Regions from separate parts of the Drosophila melanogaster genome. Here region 1 is linked to region 2. The links are chromatin contacts, called in public Hi-C maps. All regions are on one chromosome and are shown on one strand. The core of a region is the stretch at or near the end of the contact, and the rest is flanking DNA. Distances in the headings are between cores, read along the strand shown. Region 1 holds the start of mthl2 (methuselah-like 2). Region 2 holds the start of bc10.

Region 1 (3,431 bases), core at 905-3,404, 40 kb after region 2:
TGGACAGCATGGAGCCGCGTTCCGTGTACAATTCACCAACTATGGCGAACATGATCACACAGAATACAACCGAAATCAGTTGGTATCCAGCGCCCACCAACGCCGAGAAGAGCAGTGTGTTGGGCGGAGAACGGAAGACATCGCCATGCACCTGCTTCCAGCCGTATTCATCACCAAGATCTCGCTCCATGTCGTCGATTTCCTCGTCCTTACTGTACCGAGCATAATCCTTGCGCAGAGTTCGCATCAGAATCATGGACACCAGACCCACCAGGAAGATGACCATCATGAAGCTGTTGAAGATGCTGAACCAGTGGATCTAGAAAAGATTAAAGAAAAGATGATGTCATCAAACTTTGACCTTTTCCTCTTGCTATTTATATAGAATATGATTCATTTGAAAGTTGTGGAGTAAAACTAGTTGAACTATACGCACCCTGTGCTGGAAGAAGTTGGGATCCAGGTACTTGTCGAATCGATTCTTGAACTCCACCTTGCTGGGCTTCCAGTTGACCTCGTAGGAGAAGTTGATGTGGGATCCCGGCTTGAGTTCCTCGCGGCCCTCGGTGGTCAGGGTGATATCCACGATTTGCTGGCCATTGTAGCCGATGTCGAACTTCTTGTGCGTGAAGATATAGTACTTGCCATCGCGCTCGTCGCGCTCACCGACTTTTCCCCAAATGGGCAGTCCATCGATGTACATCTGGTACCAGTACTCGTTCTTCACGGCATAGGTGAATGCCTTGGCGCTCTCCTCCTGCAAGGTGACCATGCAGATGACCGATTTGGGGGCGTCGCTCTTGAACTCCATCTCGTAGCCACTGAACTCTAGCTCGACTCCTTGCAGCGCCTCGCTCAGCGTCTCGTGGTAGTGCGATATCGAGGACTTCTGGCCACTGCAAAAGGGGAGAGAGAAGTACGCGTACGTCTCCTGCCGATTGTGGTACGGGCCCACCGTGTTCATCCACAGTACCACCTCCTCCCGGTCATTGTACTGCGTGGCAAAGTGGATCATGTATTCGGTGCTCGAGGGATGTGGCATCCGGACTCACCTTGTGATTGTGCTCATCTGCCTGGGAGAGCGACACGTAGCAGCTGGCGATCAGCAGACATAAACAAATTGCACGGAACGGCACCGTGGTTTGCGTGGCGCTGCTGCCCATTGTGTCTTGTGCAGGTGGTGACCTCGTTTGCGCGTCTTCCTGGTGACCTCGCTCTGCCGGCCTGATTCGGTTGCCCTCGCTGGGATTGCGTTTTCAAACAGTTTTGTGGCAAACACTCAGATTTGCCGACAGCAGAAATATTTTAGGGTTGTATCTTAGAGGTGGAGAAACATCGATGCCAACATCGATGTCATCGATGTTTTCGAAAAATCAAAAACGTCGATGTTTTTCGAGGAATCGTCGATGTTTTCAGCGCATAGAAACAGCAAAGTGTGTAAATTGTAAGTCTAAATTAATTTCCATATTTTCTAATACAATTATTAATAGCATATTGCATATTTATTGTGACTCGCCGGTGGTGTAGGCTGGTGTCTTGGAAGACATGGATAAATATCTGAAATGTAAGTTTTTTTTTTAAAGATCAATTTATTTGTTTTTTGCCAAAGACATCGAAAACATGGATGTTCGCCAACATCGATGTTTCTCCACTTCTAATGCCAACGAAAACGTGACTGGGAACGTATCGATGGGAAAAACGTTACAAAAATACCAACTATCGCATAGCGGAATCACCTTGGCGGGCTATTCGAATGTATCTCACAAATAGTTTTTAAGGAACCTACAGTCAGTACCAAATACTTAAAATTCCATTTATATTTTATTTTATGCTACAGAAAACTGATAAGCTGCATTACTTTTGAAAAGTTAAAAATTGTGTTTTTTAAATGATTTATTTATATAAATAAGCTTATGTAATACTATTGTTAATATGTAAAAAAAAAAGAATAAAAGAAAAAGAATAGTTTACCTAAGCAGTTGCTTGAATAATACATACATAATTTAAGTTTTATACATAATTTATCAACCCTCGCTCAGTAGGAAAAAAAGATGGCTCAGAAATGAGCAACGAATTGGAATGTCCGATAAGCCTTTTTTATCAAAATAATAATTTTTACATTCCCTTTTCATAACGCTTTCCCAGTTAGTTTGTGCCAATCGTAAAACAGCATCCGCAAAGTGAAGTCGCTGCTATTTTGTAGTACCACTACATTCTTATTTATTTAAGTAATATTTAAAGAATGTCCAGCTAACTATATGATTGCTAGTTCAAAAATGTTACTTTCTGCATCGATCCTAATATATTTCTTGCTGAATCTGCAATCTTCGAGTGCTGAGATTGCCGACTGCAGTTTCTATGATACCGTTGATATCTCGGAAGGCCAGAGGCTCTCGAATGGATCATACCTCTACGAGGGATTACTTATTCCCGCCCATTTGACGGCCAAGTATGAATTCAAGCTTCTGGCGAATGGAGATAAGGAGCAGGTGCCAAGTCACGTGAGAGGATGTGTGTGCAAGCTAAGGACTTGCGTCAGGTTTTGCTGCCCACATGACCACATAATGGATATGGGCGAATGCTACGCCAACATGACGACGGAGGAGAACGAATTACTGGACCCCATGCTAAATGTGACCCTGGACGACGGATCAGTGGTGCAAAGGCACTATAAGAAGGAGCTCATGGTGCAGTGGGATCTGCCAAAGCCCTGCGATGATATGTTTTACCTAGACAACCGGGATATAATGGATGAGTACACCTTGTTCGAGGTATGGCTGCTCGAAAAATAAGCATTTTTGGGCAGGATTTATTTATGCTTTGGCTCTCTGCAGAATGGAAGATTGCTGCGCCACTACGATCAAGTGTATTTGGACAAGTCGGAGTACTGTCTGCAGCACCGAACATTCGGCGAAGGTAACAACAACTCCATTCGCATTATACCCCACAACTGCTTGATACTGCCATCCAGAACGGGACAGACCGTTGGTAAGATGATGCCCATTGCTTGCATGGTAGCTCCCAGTTCTATATCTTTCCTATTTCCATAGTGATGATCACATCGTTGATATGCTTGGTTCTTACCATCGCCGTGTACCTGTGCGTTAAGAAGCTAATGAATTTGGAGGGCAAGTGTTTCATCTGTTACATGATGTGCCTATTTTTCGGATACCTGTTCCTACTCCTTGATCTGTGGGAGTTATCGCTCGATTTCTGTAAAGCAGCAGGTTAGCTTAGAGGGGATGCATTTCAACACAACTTGACAAACCATTGACCATTTACGACAGGTTTCTTGGGATACTTTTTCGTCATGGCTGCGTTCTTTTGGCTATCTATCATCAGTCGGCACTATTGGAAATGTCTTACCAATCCCTGTGCCTCGATGAACATTCGGTCAGAACGTGCGTTTCTGCTATACAGCTGCTTCGCCT
Region 2 (3,161 bases), core at 528-3,027:
GAGTTGATATATTATAGAGGAATGTGAGTGCGAGGAAACCTTATGAACGATGTGACGGGCTGTGGTAACTGCTTTCAGTAGGAACGACATCTTGGCTGATCTGCGGTGGTAACTGAATACCTTGGCTAACTTGGTATTAATTTATTTTCGTAACTTTGTCGGTAAATTTAGTTTAAAAACACAACCGAAAATCGCCGCCGTTCCACGATGCTTATCACTGCACAATGTGACCAAGAAGCACGACTACTTTCCATGGTGATAAAAATATACCAAATGCCACTGCCATCTTGAACTAGTTCTCGCGAAGCAATGGTCTTACTGTTGCAGTCAGCTGAAAATCAGCTGTCGTTGTGTACTTTTTTTCTTCGGCTAATAGTCAGCGAAGAATGACGAATAACACAAATTGAATGAAAAACCTGAGTGAGACGGAAGCCGAAGTCACCATGCAAGAAAATGTAGTCCACGAATCATTGCCCCAGATCCCGGTGGCCACTTCGGTGAGCTGTTGCTTCGTTCTGGCTGTTCTGTACGTGGGTAGCCTCTACATCTGGAGCACCAAACACAACCGGGATCATCCAACCACGGTCAAGAGAAGATTCGCCAGTGTGTCCATGGTGATGCTGGCAGCCCCGTTCTTCGTTTACTTCTTCTCATCGCCGGAGCTGCTCAGCCGGGTACCATTTCCCAAGCTGCTCGGTTTGCGCTTGGAGGGATTGTGGCAGGCTGTTGTTATACCATACAGCCTGACGGTGCTGCTCTTCCTGGGACCCATCTTTGTCAACATGCAGAACGAGTCCGTGCGCTCCTACTTCGGTAATAGTTAAAGCCCCTCTGCCTATCAGCCCCTTCTCACTGCTTGATTTGAATTGCAGATCTGGACTACTGGAGGGGATCATTTGGCAGCATCATCTGGGTGCGCAACCATGTGATAGCACCGCTGAGCGAGGAGTTCGTGTTCCGAGCCTGCATGATGCCCCTGATCCTGCAGAGCTTTTCGCCCCTGGTCGCCGTTTTCATAACGCCGCTTTTCTTCGGAGTAGCCCACTTGCATCACATAGCCGAACGCCTGAGCTTAGGCGTGGAGTTGAGCACTGCCCTATTGATTGGACTGTTCCAGTTCATCTACACCACGCTATTTGGCTTCTATTCGGCCTTTCTATTTGCCCGTACAGGTCATGTGATGGCTCCCATCTTGGTGCACGCGTTTTGCAATCATATGGGTCTGCCGGATCTGCAGGATCTGTGGCAGCAGGATCTCTGGCGACGAGTAGTGGCCATTATTCTCTACTTAGCTGGATTTGTTGGATGGATGTTCCTGGTACCACTGGCTACCGATCCGTCGATCTATGATAACACCCTTTACTGGAATGCATAATTAAGTTAATTTGTATGTATCAACCGCTGCCATACGTCGGTTCATTCATGTGTACATAAATATTCGTGCATATATTATGTTTATATGTAAATTGCATATCCCATTCGAGCCAATTCCGCGCACAAAAAAAAGACTTCCGATGAAAAAGAAAAAAGAAAGTACAGATAAATGTATACCTAATAGTAAGTCAGTTGTACTGTTTTGTTGTTCGAGAGTACTTTTATTACAACTACTTTTGTTTGCATTTGTTTATTAAACAATTTCTTAACATTTATAAATATTATTTATTATTATTATTAAGAAAGAAATATGAATTCAAATTTAGGCGGTATTATTGGTTCCGCGCAATCACTAGTTCCAACATATCGGTATTGGGCAGCTGGTCACACTGCCACTCAGACCCACATAGGCTTATCGATAGGGCCCGATAGGCCCAGACAAGTAAATTTTGGTAAATATGTGATGATTTAAAACGACGCACAACAAGCGAGCATCTAAACGACCCGAAAATCGAGAGGTCAGCGCCAGGAGGCCCAATCGGAGGTAATCCCGCAGAGCGGCGACCCGTGCTAGAACTGGGAAAACAGATCCGCGTTCTGGTGACGTTTGTGGTCTTTGCCCAGGACTACGAATGATAGTAATTATAGAACAATTAAGACTAACCTCAACCCCCCGGGGTCATCCTGGGACACTTGCAGGCCGCGCGGAAGACCACGTCAACGCACACGCAAATAGAACCCAAATCTTAAGCAGAAATAGCAACAACAACACAACCACCCACCCAACCGCACACAGAATGTATTGCCTACAATGCCTGCTGCCCGTACTACTGATACCGAAACCCTCGAATCCGGCCCTGATGGAAACGCACGTGATGTTCATAGTCCTCTACCTGGTCGGATTCTTCCTGGAGCGAAAGCCCTGCACCATCTGCAGCCTCGTATTCCTCACAGCCGTATCCCTGATATGCTACAGTGGCGTCGGGAACTGCATATTTTGGGGCAACTGCGAGGGCCATCAATGTGAGAATGGCTAGAGGGTCAGCAGTGCGCCGCTTATCTTTCACTCCCACACAAAGAAAGCCCCCGTAGTCATAGTCAACGAAGATAAAGTGCTAATAATAACTACCTTTTTACGGAATTACGTTCGCGTTGTTACAGCTTTACATCCTCGAAGATCGGAGAAAGTCAGAGGAGCAGGCGGATATAAGGGATTAGGGATAGCTTGACTAAGTCGGTAAAATCAAGTGATCAGTGATACAAGTGATGAGTGAGTCCGACCAGGAACAAAGATTGTGTGTCTAGTAATACCCATTGCATTATTTCCAGCCCTCTATATGTTACCTTCATAATTCTCTTGATTATGAATTGTAATTGTATTGTATGTTTTGTTTTTAAAGCTTAGACGAATTTAGTTTATACGAAGAAAGCGCTACGAAAACGTATTGTACATCACCCCACCCAAAAGCCCTACCCTTCAAATCAAAAGAAAAAACCCCTATCCAACCCACTTGTCAATGCAACTTACGATTAGTCATATATGTTATATATAGATAAATACATTATACAAAACGTAATTGTAAAGAAAACTAAGGCAAACCACACATTCACTGCGCATCCTTGCTGAGTTGCTAAGTTGCTGAGCCAACGAAAGCTGCTGACATCGGTTGTAATTACCCTGTCGTGTGCACGTGCAAAAACTGTATATACAAACAAGCATATAACTTACACCGATCGAAATATATAAACATTATATACATAAAATGTAAACGAGAGACAAGCACAAA

What was found. A called contact is a pair of places that touch in the nucleus more often than the background predicts.
Region 1: a contact with region 2 is called in a Hi-C map of the Kc167 cell line, with 2.2 times the contacts expected there. The contact joins the promoter of mthl2 here to the promoter of bc10 in region 2. A contact is called at or near these places in 27 of 107 Hi-C or Micro-C datasets (the Clone 8 cell line, the D17-c3 cell line, the Kc167 cell line and 9 more) and 3 of 6 datasets of contacts at active chromatin or transcription factors (the Kc167 cell line and the S2 cell line).

What each region holds. Positions count from the first base shown.
Region 1 is chr3L:5,602,636-5,606,066 of dm6, forward strand. mthl2 (methuselah-like 2) reads left to right here and starts at 2,155. Exons shown (of 7, transcript NM_176284.3): 1 at 2,155-2,771; 2 at 2,835-2,988; 3 at 3,051-3,227; 4 at 3,288-3,431. The coding sequence starts at 2,259. TM9SF3 (Transmembrane 9 superfamily protein member 3) reads right to left here and starts at 1,344. Exons shown (of 4, transcript NM_139722.4): 1 at 1,053-1,344; 2 at 437-994; 3 at 1-319. The coding sequence starts at 1,163.
Region 2 is chr3L:5,563,454-5,566,614 of dm6, forward strand. It overlaps bc10, which reads left to right and starts at 1,778. Exons shown (of 2, transcript NM_139715.6): 1 at 1,778-1,918; 2 at 2,074-3,161. The coding sequence starts at 2,172. The coding sequence ends at 2,411. It overlaps Sras (severas), which reads left to right and starts at 321. Exons shown (of 2, transcript NM_079934.3): 1 at 321-813; 2 at 873-1,650. The coding sequence starts at 408. The coding sequence ends at 1,375. ScsbetaG (Succinyl-coenzyme A synthetase beta subunit, GDP-forming) reads right to left here and starts at 238. Exons shown (of 4, transcript NM_143706.5): 1 at 40-238. The coding sequence starts at 90.